Linked DNA regions of Mus musculus: all the other regions are linked to region 2. Evidence: chromatin contacts called from public promoter capture Hi-C data. All regions are on one chromosome and are shown on one strand. The core of a region is the stretch at or near the end of the contact, and the rest is flanking DNA. Distances in the headings are between cores, read along the strand shown. Region 1 holds the start of Atox1 (antioxidant 1 copper chaperone). Region 2 holds the start of Slc22a5 (solute carrier family 22 (organic cation transporter), member 5). Region 3 holds the start of Ccdc69 (coiled-coil domain containing 69).

What was found. Promoter capture Hi-C pulls out the DNA fragments that hold promoters and counts their contacts.
Region 1: a contact with region 2 is called in a promoter capture Hi-C map of pre-B cells, with 5 times the contacts expected there. The contact joins the promoter of Atox1 here to the promoter of Slc22a5 in region 2. A contact is called at or near these places in 1 of 39 promoter capture datasets (pre-B cells) and 2 of 9 other capture datasets (adipose tissue and liver).
Region 3: a contact with region 2 is called in a promoter capture Hi-C map of pre-B cells, with 4 times the contacts expected there. The contact joins the promoter of Ccdc69 here to the promoter of Slc22a5 in region 2. A contact is called at or near these places in 4 of 39 promoter capture datasets (hippocampal neurons, liver and pre-B cells) and 1 of 9 other capture datasets (liver).

Annotation. Positions count from the first base shown.
Region 1 is chr11:55,459,080-55,463,366 of GRCm38.p6, reverse strand. Atox1 (antioxidant 1 copper chaperone) reads left to right here and starts at 2,159. Exons shown (of 4, transcript NM_009720.3): 1 at 2,159-2,279. The coding sequence starts at 2,274.
Region 2 is chr11:53,889,324-53,893,341 of GRCm38.p6, reverse strand. It overlaps Slc22a5 (solute carrier family 22 (organic cation transporter), member 5), which reads left to right and starts at 1,639. Exons shown (of 10, transcript NM_011396.3): 1 at 1,639-2,195. The coding sequence starts at 1,803.
Region 3 is chr11:55,076,180-55,080,226 of GRCm38.p6, reverse strand. It overlaps Ccdc69 (coiled-coil domain containing 69), which reads left to right and starts at 2,096. Exons shown (of 7, transcript NM_177471.4): 1 at 2,096-2,214. The coding sequence starts at 2,167.

The sequences.
Region 1 (4,287 bases), core at 910-3,409, 1.6 Mb before region 2:
GGTGCATTAAGGCCAGAAGCAAGCTGTACATCATCAGGTGAGGACTCTCAGTGAGGCATGTCAAGGGCAAGTAAAGAAAGTTGACTTCAGGAGATGAAATAAAGATGGCTTCCCTTCCCCCAGAATAAGTCTGGGGCCATCAGTGCTCAGCACTAGCTCCGTGGCTCTTGCATCAGCCTCTGGGACATTTCTGTCATGGACAGCTAGACGGAAGGTCCTTGTTCTCTAGAAGTTATGTGGAGTTGGAGCAAGGAGGCAGAGAGTGGTATCAGTTCCCTTTGGGGATATAGATGCTTTCCCAGAAGCCTCCCAGCCAGAACGTTCTGCAGGGGGACCTGTTTCTCGGACACTTATGTCTTAACCTTCTGGACAGTTGAATCTTCTCACATCCATCACACTTTTGTATCAGGGTGAAGGGTTATTAGTGCTTGGGACATGGTGTTTTGTAGTGTAGACTGGCTTTGAACTTTCAGCAATCCCCCTGCTTCCAATTCTTTTTGTTGTTGTTTGTTTGTTTTTGTTTTTGTTTTGGGGGGGTTGAGACAGGGTTTCTCTGTGTAGCCCTAGCTGTCCTGGAACTCACTCTGTAGACCAGGCTGGCCTCAAACTCAGAAATCCGCTTGCCTCTGCCTCCCGAGTGCTGGGAGCAAGGCGTGCACCACCATCGCCCAGCCTATTATGTTCTTACATTTATTTTATTTTAGTTCATTTTATTTAAGACAGGTTCTCATGAGGCTCAGACTGGCCTCCAATTCATAAATCCCCTGCCTCAGCCTCTGGAGTGTAGGGGGAATGCTTGTTTTTTTTTTTTTTAAGATTTATTTATTTATTATATGTAAGTACACTGTAGCTGTCCTCAGACACCCCAGAAGAGGGCATCAGATTTCGTTACGGATGGTCGTGAGCCACCATGTGGTTGCTGGGATTTGAACTCGGGACCTTTGGAAGAGCAGTCGGCGCGCTCTTAATTACTGAGCCATCTCGCCAGCCCCGGGAATGCTTGTTTATAGACACATGTGTGCCACCCTTACCCCATCCAGCTAGTCTTAGATTCTTAGGCTTTCCCCTGTTAGCCAACTTCTTATAACTTTTATGTTCAAATTATAGCATGGTTTCAGACTGAACCCATCCTGACACACAAAATGGCAGATTGCCTACTTAGTTTAGGGATCTCCTCTCAGCCTCCAGCTCAAGGACACAAATGGCTGGTAGAGGAGATAGATCCAGTCGGTTGGTCCTTCTGGCACTCTTGAGGAAGCCAATCTTCTTCATGGGTGTCAGTTACCCATGCAGTAACTCGGTTTACTGGGGCTGCCATAATTGGGTGGGAAGGACGCAGTCTCATGGGTTTTTTGTTTTGTTTTGTTTGTTTGTTTGTTTGTTTGTTTTTTGCATAGCCCTGGAGCTTGCTCTGTAGACCAGGCTGGCTTTGAACTTAAGAGATCCACCTGCCTCTGCCTCCAGAGGGCCAGGATTGAAGGAAGGCATGACCACCACCTGGCCCAGCTCTGCCTCAACTTTTCAAGCACTGGGATTACAGTTGTGAATTTATCTACTATGTGCCTTAAATTTGGATTTCTTTTTTAATATGTTTTTTCAGGAAAGGGTCTCAAGAAGTCCAGGATGCCCTTGAACTTTGCAGCCGCAGTAAGCCTTGAACCCAGAAATCTTCTGCCTCAGCCACGTTAGTATCCGGGTCAACAGGCCTGGCGCCCTAGGTCAGGCCACTGTAGTTTAGGGACTGAGTTGAGTGGTAAGCAAGAGAGATGGTCCCTTTAGGGAGATGCCAGATCTTTTATTCCCAGAGCCTTGGCCTTGCATTCCCTAGCCCTGTTTCAGAAATGACCCAGCAGAAAACGCAGGTCTGGCCTCCACAAGATAGCCTTAGCTTGACCTCAAAAAAGCCTGGCCTTTCCGCGTCCGGAGGGGCGTGACCTAACCCAAAAGAGAGGCGGGACCTAGTGAAATATTCATATCGAAAGGCACGGTAAGCAAGAGGAGGCCAGCCCAAGGGAGGAACCTAGCTCTAACTGGACCGGAAGGGACAGGGAATTTAGCAGATCCTTCCTCAAAGGGCCGGGCCTTGACGAAGCTAGCCCCGGAAGAGGCGGGGCATAAGTGGAGCCCAGCCCTAGGGCGGGGCCTGGCCGAAGGATGGGTTGGCCTGAGGGCGGGGCTTTCAGGAGCGCTCTCCGGAAGCGCAGCTTTGGTGTCCGGGAGAGGAGTTCCAGTCGTCGTCGCCGCTGCCACTGCCCGTGTGTGCCGCGTCAGTCATGCCGGTAAGTGGCCGTTCGACCCGCGGGAACTTCTGTCTCCAGCCCGGATGCACTGTTTCCGAGCCCGACGCTGCTGTCAGGGCGCAGGCCGTGGCCAGAGCTGCAGTCGTTTCTCAGTTTACCTTCCGCACGGTCCTCCGGCTTCGGGACCCTCCGGAAAGCTGCAGAGAGCAGTGTAGTGCAGAACACAGGCCTCCGGATCGCCCTAGAGAGTCTTCGAGAGGCAGCCCCATCCTTTTCTGCATAATGGGGAAACTGAGGCAGGGAGGTAGGGCAGAGAACCCATATAGGAATGCGGGTACCTGGCCTTTCCACATGCATACCCTGCCGCCTGCAGGCTTTCCAGAGAAGCATGTCTCTGTTCATCTCTCCTGCCCACACTGCCCTGCTTCCACTTCAGCACTGGGCCGACAGGGTACTTTCTTCCCCAACCAGGAATCCCAAAGCTCAGAGCAGAGTTTAAGGAGCCGAGAGCAGCGCTTATCTTGCCTTTGAAATCACCCCACTCCTTTGCATGGCGGCTTCTAGTCTCATTGCTTAATTTAAAATGAAGGCCTTACATGAGGCCTTGGCACATTACACAAGAAGAGAAGAAAAACCCCAGTGCTTGCTGGAAAGCGTTTATTGTTGGGAGCTAGCTAGGTAGGTAGGATACAAGATGGAGCCAGACCACCTGGGAAGTGCTGGGCAAAACCAGTTGTACTTGTTTGGGGGCAAGCTCTAATCTCAACTGAGTTCCGGAGATGCTGGTCTAGAGTTGTGGAGTGGAGAGCATTTTCCTCCCAGTGCCTCTCAACCCAGAGGTCTCCCAGGAGTATTCTGTGTTTTAGCAGCTTATCTTCTGGGAATGAACCTGAGGCTTCTTCCTGGTACAAATCCTTAAACCTCTCAGGTGTCATTCTTGTGGTTCCTGCCCATTGTCTTCAGACCCTGTCTGCACAAAGCACAGACCAAAAAAAAAAAAAAAACTTGGTAAAGTCCATCCTGCCAGTCAAGCTAGTCCATGTGACAGACTCCTTGGTGACCTCAGGATTCCAGAGTGGAGGCTGCCCGGCTGCTCTTCAGAGGGCAGCAGTGAAGGAAAAAAATAGCTTGAGGGCCTCTCTGTTCTGTGTCTGCCTCTGGGGACACAGGATTTAATGGGAGATGAACAGGCACCTTATCAAGACAAATTGCTAAGTGCAGGGAGGTATTGGTCAAGTGCTACCTCCAATCTAGCCAGGGAAGTAAGTCTTACCCAAGATAGTTTGCAGACCAAAGCTTAACCCAGAAACCTGAAAGTTTGCCCTTGGCTTGCCAGCTGGGCAGCCTCAGGCAAGTTGTTCTGCCTCTCTGAGCCTTTGTCTCCTCATCTGTAAAATCAGGACTGAAAACAGACCTTTCAGGACTGAGGTTGGTATTAACTGGAGTTATATCATCATATTTAACACAGCTAGTGACCCATCTGTCCCCAAGGAGTAGTGACTCTTATGTTGATGTAGGTCGAGTGGGGTAGAACTGGGTAGGCAGGCTTCCACTCCAATTTAACATGGGTCTCACTGGTTAAAAGTTCAAGTCTTGTGTCCTCTCTCCAGCCTAGGCCTTCCTACTCATGAGCTGTGTCTCCTGGGGTCAGTATTTAACCCCGGAGCTTCAGCCTTCTGATCTCTCACAAGGTAGAGTTTCCTGGCTTTTTGAATCATTGTAGCGATTAAAGGAGACATAAAGGAGACAGTGTAACAAGGTGTGAGAGAGTCGGGCACATCAGAGATGTGCAGATACTAGTAAACAGGACTCTAAGACACCAGTGTTCAAAGACTCAGCGTCCTCTAGAGGAATAGTGTCCTCCTCTTCCTCTTTCTCCTCCCCCTCCTACTCCCCCTCTATTCTCACTCTTCCAGTTCTAGTGTCTATAAAAGAATCATACCACTTACTGGCTTTCTGAAGTAATTAATATATATAATATAGTAATACAACAATATGTAGTATAACAATATATATTATACTTATGAGGATTCATTTTGTTATTATC
Region 2 (4,018 bases), core at 390-2,889:
CCTTTGGTTCAGGACTAAGTAAGAGGAGAGAAAGCAAGCTGAGCGCCAGCATTTCTCTCTCCTGGCTTCCTGAATGAGGCGACTGTGACAAGCAGACTCCTGCCACCCAGCCTTCCGGGAGTGACTGACTCCACCCTCTGACTACTGAGCCGAACAAACCCTTTCCGCTTAAGTTGCTTTGTCTCTGTAACCAGAAAAGTTACTAACAGCTACTAAAGCAATTGTAGTTACAATGTTTGCCTGTTCCACCGCAATGCTGAGGAGCACGGTTGGTCAGTTGAGGTCAAAGCTACTGAGCAAGCCAGGGCAATATAGCAAAACTCATCTCAAAAAAATAAATATAGATAAAATTATAAGGGTAACTTCTTATTTTATTAGACAGTGTTGCTTCAGAATCATACAGTTGCTGGTCGGTTTTTTGTTTTTTGTTTTGTTTTTGGGTGTTGTTGGTTTTTAGAATATATTACTAGGACAAAATAATGGGTTTCATGGTAAAGTTTGTTGTTGTTGTTTATTTGAGAACCTGGAACTGGCTATAAAGACCAGACTTGATTAAGGTCCTTTGCCACAAACTCTGGTAAGTTTTTGTTTTGGTTTTTTAACAAGTTGGCTCCTGCATTAATTGTAAAAATTACAAATCTGAGAGATTAATCCTACACTAAGATCCTTAATCTTGAAGTCAAAATTTTACTATTTCTTAAATCAAAAGACAACAAAATAATTTAAGAACATAATAGTCTGGGAATTAAAATTCATTGCCACCTTTCTCATCACCAGTCTCAAAATCCACCCCTTTTTAATATATGTATATATTATATGTAAATATATATAACTATTATTTTATTTTATGTGTATGAGTGTTTTGCCTGCAAGTCTGTTTTGTCTAATGTGCCGAGTGCATGCCTACTGGGCCTGTGAGCTGCCCTATGCCTTTTAGGAAGCAAGCCAAGGTCCTCTGGAGGAGCAATCTGGACTCTTAAAGAGAGTCCTAGCTGAGCTATCTCCGCAGCCACAAAAGATGGCAGTCTTTCCAGGAAAAACTGCAACAAAGGCTGTCGTTGTCAATGAGACTCTCCGAGGTTCACAATATCTCTCAACCACAACAAAAATTTGAGAAGGTGGGCTGTTTACTGCTTAAATTCTAAGCCTCTTTCCATTGAACACCCAGAATGGTCTTCCCAGGATGGCCTTGGACACAAACTTTTCAAAGTCACCCTTTCCCTCAAGAGAAGGGCACCCTGGGAACCTGCTCCAGGAAGTGTCCTGAAAAGACCCAATTCCGCCCCCTAGAGCGGACCTGTTAGGGGCGTGGCTCACAGACGCCCCGCCTCAGTCTTCCAGTCTGGGCGGAACTAGAAGTGTTCACCCAACCCGGGCCCCGTAGAGACTATGGAGGCGTGGTCGAATGAAGCCACACCCCTCCCTCGCTGACAGTTCTGAAGCCCGGTTCAGCCCCGCCTTCTGTACCGCCCAGCTAGTTCTGAGTCCTAGCTCGGCTCCGCCTCAGGCGCACGCGCGGCCGATGGCCGGCGCCCACTGTGCGTCACTCAGGCCCCTGCCCCGCCCCCGCCGTGCCGCGCCGCGCCGCGCCTCAGAGCCGGGACGGCGGGGCGGGCCTTGCGGCCCAGGCCCATGCCCAGAGCCCGCCCCGCCCTCAGGCCCTATGTAAAGTTGGCGGTGGCCGAGTCGGAGGCGTCGGTGGGAACTCACGAGCCTTGCACGCAGAGGCTCTCAGCGCCCCGTCTCCCGCGCCACGGTGTCCCCTTATTCCCATACGGGCGCTGTGGGAGGCTGAGGACGGCATGCGGGACTACGACGAGGTGACCGCCTTCCTAGGCGAGTGGGGGCCCTTCCAGCGCCTCATCTTCTTCCTGCTCAGCGCCAGCATCATCCCCAATGGCTTCAATGGTATGTCCATCGTGTTCCTGGCGGGGACCCCGGAGCACCGTTGCCTTGTGCCTCACACCGTGAACCTGAGCAGCGCGTGGCGCAACCACAGTATCCCGTTGGAGACGAAGGACGGACGACAGGTGCCTCAGAAATGCCGCCGCTACCGACTGGCCACCATCGCCAACTTCTCTGAGCTAGGGCTGGAGCCGGGGCGGGACGTGGACCTGGAGCAGCTGGAGCAGGAGAGCTGCCTGGATGGCTGGGAGTACGACAAGGACGTCTTCCTGTCCACCATCGTGACAGAGGTAGGTGACAGCCCCCCTATCAGGGTCTGGTGACATCGCGGCGACGGTTGTAGCCCTTCGTCCAACGCACAGGCTGATGAGCATCCTCCAGTCAGGTGGCCCAGGAACATTTTATGAGATGACTTCTAGCCATAGTACGCCCCTCAGGGGACAAGTGTCTGGCAGACCATCCGTCCATAGGGTCCCATTGAAGATAGAGTCCAGAAGGTTCTGCCCCTTAGGAGATGCCCTGAGACCCTGAGGGGTGGGACTTTCTCGAGGTAGTGATGTGATTCAGAGGGGCCGGATTCAGACTTGCTCCAGAGAAGAGGCCACAGTTTTAGCCTCTGTTCAGAAAGGAAAGACTCTTTGCAGAACTTTTTAAAGTTAAAGAAACGTGTGTTCCAAACTCTCTACCTTTTCTGGAGTTATTCTTTCTTCCCTCACCTGTCCTCATCCCAAAATGAAGGCTTGCCATGCCCCAGGAGAAACTGTTTTCCATTTGCCCGCGATGGATTGTTACTTCTTAAGGACCCATGTGTCTGCAGATCTATCCAGGGTGACTTGTTGGTATGGAGTCTTTTCCACAGTATTCTGGGACAAGATCACTGGAGAGGTTCGGTAAGGCATGTAAGGTTACTCTGAAAAGCGATGGAAACCTAATTCCTCATCCCCTTGCACTTTATTCTTGGGTGACTTTGACATTTCTCAGTCACTCTGCTGGGGGTGTGGCAGGCCATTTAATGGTGCATGTGGATGTGTTTGGGGACTTGGGCACCAACTGTAGTTTCCTGGAGGCTCAGCAGTATTGAATATGCAGAATATGAGAAGAATCTTCTGTGATACTATTGAGCAACTGGTTCATTGAGTATCAGGGATTGGGATTGGCCAGTTGGAGATAGTTTCTTGGTGAGTTTAGTTAGCCCTTAGGTCTAGATCCAACATCAAGAAATGGTTTCAGGAGCAGTAGGGAGAAGCTAGGAGTACCTGTTTGGCATTTAAGACTCTTGGAGGTATAGACTGAGCTTCCCTCCTTACAGGGGCTCTCAGGTATATATCATTCTTCAAGAGTAGAGTCAGAGAGTATCCCCACAAGAGTCACTGTCTGTTTCCTTTGGGAGTTTGTGGTTAGATGTGTTCAAACCTGTGCTTACCTACTACATAAGTAGTAAGAATGAAATCTGAGCTCCATTGGGGATTTTTAACTTAAGTGACATCGTGCCAGGATCAGGTATCACTACCTAACAAAAAAGGGCCTGGTCAGTGATGGAGCACACTCCTTTAGTCTGAGCACTCAGGAGGCAGAGGCAGGAAGAACTCTAGGAGTTGGAGGCCAGCCTGGTCTACAGAGTTGAGTTCTAGGACAGCCTGGGCTACATAGGGAAGTTCTCTATTTTGAAAAACAAAACAACAACAAAAAATGTATTTACTGAGATAGTAAAGTGCTTTTGACCCCTGAGTCCACAGAGAAGGGATTGTCAATTGTTCTACATCTTAAGCTCCAAACTCATAAGTGCTTGGAAGCAAGTGATGGCAGAGGCTGTTGGGGTTGACACATCAATTCCTGAAATCTGCTTTGGCTGCCCAAAAAAGGGGCAGTTGAAATCTGAAGCAGCTTCCTGTCGTGTCTTTAATTTTTACCCTGACCTTGAGAGTGCTGGGCTTTCTCTAGTCATTTGCCCCTACTTCACTGTCGTCTTGCTCGCTGCTGAGGGTGAAAGCAGTACTATTCAGCTCCCCAGAGGCTGGCTGATCAGCAAAAGTCCAGATTCTTTTTGACCTACTGCATAACTAATGTCAGTGTTTATTTATTTTTTTTCAATGGATCTGGATGCTATTGAGCT
Region 3 (4,047 bases), core at 847-3,346, 1.2 Mb before region 2:
AGGTCACTTCTCTCCTTCCATCATGTGGGTTCTGGGGATTGAATTGAGTAGTGAACCCTTTTAATCCACTGAGCCTTCTCACCTGCCCCACACTTTGGCTGCCTTACTAAGCATTTCTGTGGTGGTTTGAATGAGAATGGCCCCATAGGTTCAAAGATTTGAATGTTTGGTTTCAGTTGGTGGAACTGTTTAGGAAGGATTAGGAGGTGTGGCCTTGTGGAGGAGGTGTGTCATTGGGGGAGTGTTTTGAGATTTCAAAAGCCCATGTCCAGCCCTGTTCCCCGCCCCATCTGTCCATCAGGATGTAACACTCTCAGCTATCGCTCCAGTGCCTTTAAATGCTCCCTGCCATGATAATGGACTAAGCTCCTGAAACTGTAAGAAGCCCACCCCACCCCACCCCCCAGTTAAATGCTTTCTGTTTTTAAGAGTTGCCTTACTCATAGTGCCTCTTCATAACAATAAAACAGTGACTAAGACACAGGGTTTCATTATGTAGTCCAGGCTTGCCTGGAACTCACAGTGACCCCCTGCTTCAGCTTTCTTGCTGTTTGAACTACAAATATAAGCCCTCATGCCCAGCTCAATATTGTTTTCTGCTCTTTGGAGGGTCATTGCCTTGAATGTGTTATTCATTGCACTGGGTCTCTTTCTTCAATACAACTTTCAGAGAGTTTGTGACCCTGACACGGATTTTCTAACCTGTGCCCAGTACTCTGGAGCGCTGACTTTCAAAGCTGTTATCGCCTTCCCACGTGCAGCTCCCAGTGAGCACTCCAAGAAGATAGAAAGGAGTCTCTTGTCCTAGATTCTGACCCTATTGTCCCCATTCCCACTGCATCTGGCAAGCTTGCAGTGTCTGTCCTGAGGAGAGAAGACTATGTCACACAGATCTTGTGAGCTGGGGAAAGCTATTGGCCCAGCCTTGTGGAAAGCTTACAATGAAAGTGGGTGTCATTTATTTGCAGGGGTGTTACAAAAGCCAGGTTTGGGGGAGCATTTGACCTGGGCTCTGGGCCTTGCTACCAGCATTGTCCCTCTCTGAAGTATACTTTTATTTCATTTATTCATTTGTTTATTGAAGAGGGGAGAGTGAGTGTGTGTGCACACATGTGTGCACATGGCCTACATATGGAGATCAGAGGACAAATTTCAGGAGTTGGCTCTCTTTTTCCTGGGAATTGAATTTAGGTCATCAGCTTAGTAGCAAGCACCTTTACTCACTGAGATAATTTTAATTCATTTTCTTTTGAGACAAGGGCTCACTCTGTAGCCTAGACTGACCTCCAACTTGTGGTTGTCCTTTTGCCTCAGGCTCCTGGAACTGCAAATTGATTGGCCTTTTCAGCTCAGGAAATGTAGATTTAGTTATGAATGGGTAATGCAGTGTGTGAGCCTTGGCATGCATGTTCCTTTTCTCCTTCCACCAAGTGGGGCCTGGGGATGGAGCTCAAGTCGGCATCACAGGCAACTGCCTTTCCCACTGAGCCTGCAGCTGGCTTGTTCTTTTGGTTGCTTGCTTGGTTAGTTTTGTTTTTGAGATAAGCTCTTACTTACTCTGTAGCCTCTTCCTGAAACTCCAGCCTCAGCCTCCTAAGTGCTGGGTCTATAGGCACTCACCCTCAGTGCCTTCAGAGGTTAAAAGGCCCATGTGCTGGAGCCGGACAGGCATCTTTGAGCCACCCGATGTGGGTGTCTGGAGTTGAACCATAGTTCCCTGGAAGGGCAGAAAAATACTCTTAACTGCTAAGATCTCTCTCCAACCCCGTTCCCTTTGTATGACAGGTTATCATGTAGCCCTGCCTGGTCTTAAACCCCCTATATATATCAGACTGTCCTCGAACTTGTGATCCTCCTGCCTCCACCTCCTCAGAACTGGGATTACAGACGTGTGCCACAACGCCTGGTTTAATTGTTTTCGTTCTTTTCCCTCTCAGCTCTTTCTCATCAGAGGGTCCTGAGAACCATCTGTGGCTCCTGGGGATCTCTCCTGCCCCGGCCTCAGGTACTTCTGGCGTGGAGCGCCGCTGGCACCTGCCCTGGCCCGGCCCCGGCTCGGCCGGGGCCCCGCGCAGGCCCTGCTCTTCCGGCATTTAAGGCGCGCAGCCGGCGCGGCTGCAGCTCCGGGCGGTTGAGAGTCACAGCCAGCGGGACGCGCGAAGCAGGATGGGCTGCAGGCAAAGCCGGCACAGCCGCGGCAAGCGCGCAGAGAAGGTACCGGGAGCCCGCACACGGAGGTCTGCTTGGGGGGCGCTCAGAGGGACAGCAGAGGACACCAGATGGACAGCAGTGGGGGGGGCAGTCATGGAGATTGGGGTGCGGGGGTGGGGGTGCTCTGTCTCCGCCCGACCCGGCAATCAGAAGCCGAGTTAACACACTCAGTCCCAGACAAACTGCAGCTGACCCTGCTGTCCCCGCGGGGAGGTGACTGGTGTGTCCGTGGCAGGTGGCCTTCAGTGTGGGGCTGTCACTGTGTAGTAGAGGACAGAGTTCTTAACCTCTCTGCGCCTTGAGCTAAGGTCTAAGGCCGGCAATCTCTGATAGGTCCACAGCCGGACAGCACCAGCATCACCTGAGACCTGTTGGAAACCTCAACTCCCTGGTCTGCCCAAGGGCTGCTAGACACAGGCTGCCTCTTAACGAGTTTCGCCTGGGATCACTGCACCCTTTAGAGCCTAGGAAGCGGGTCAGGGCTTCCTGCGGGAACTGAGCGGTGCGTGGGCTGCCCTTAGGGTAGCTGGGAGGAGCCAAAGTGGGAGTTGATTTGTAGTCTCCTGCAGCTCTCTCCTCCTTCCTGTCCCTCCCGCCCCAGAGCCCTGAAGCTGGGTTAGAGCCCAAGAGACTGACTCAGGTTTCTGCCCCTTGAGGTCTGAGAAACGTCAGGAGGTCAGAGCCTAGATTCAGGGCCAAATCCACTGAGGACAGCCGGGGGCCCAGAGAAGGAAACAGGCACTCTAGAGTCCTAGTCGTTTTTTCCTGTCTGCCAGTCTCTCCACCCCTTGTGGGGATGGACAGCCCGTGAACTTCATCAGTCCCCACTGTGAAAATGATTAATTTTGCAAGGAACTTCAGCTCATTAGTCTTCCTGTTACCTCTGTTTATCTACCCCTAACTTTGTCAATGTGTGTGTGTGTGTGTGTGTGTGTGTGTGTGTGTTCTCTGAACCCTCCCCTGCACTTGGACTAACTTTTCATTGTTTTATTTTTCTCCCCATCCCCACTTTTGGAGACAGGGTCTGGTGTAGCCCAGGCTGTCCTAAACTTAATGTGTAGCCAAAGCTGGCCTTGCACTGCTAATTCACCTGCCTCTCCAATGCTGGGATTACCAGCCTCCCCACCACAGCAGGCTGGATGTTTTTGTTCAGATTTTTTAGACAAGCTCTCAATATGTAGCCTAGATTGGCCCCAAACTTTCAATTTTACTTAGCCTCCCTAATGTTGAAATTATAGGCCTGGGCTACCATACCTGGCTTCTAAGGGCTTCTTGATAACTGCAAAGCCCTTCACCTTTGCTGCCTCAAAGGGCCTCCATGTCTGCCTTGGGCCTGTGCAGCTTCGTTGGGTTCTTTTGCTCACGGTGCCTGTGAGCTGGATAGTGGGCTGCTTTTTGGCTAAGTTCCCACCTGTTCCTAACCCTCCTGGTTGGTGCTTTTTGCTTAATTTCCAATGCGGGTGTCAAGTCGTGAGCACCCGGTATATCTACACAGTCTGCCAATACCCCTGGGAGATAGAACTCTAGAATAGAGGTTCAGGAGGTCACAAGAGTCAGACCACAATAATGACACTCCCTAAATATTTTCACTTCCTGTTCTGTGCCAGGAAGGTCCTGGGGACCAGGTTGAGCTGTAGAATGAAGCTTCCACGCATTACAGGTGTGGCCCCTAAGGCTCAGAGAGGCTATGAGAGCCGAATGGTAGGATGGCTGCTCAGAGGCAGCTAGGGGGCTGGAGAGGTGCCTTAGTAGTTGAGAGCCTTGGCTGTTCTCCCAGAGGACCCAAGTTCAATTTCCAATACCCACATGGCAGCTCAAAACTATCTGAAATTTCAG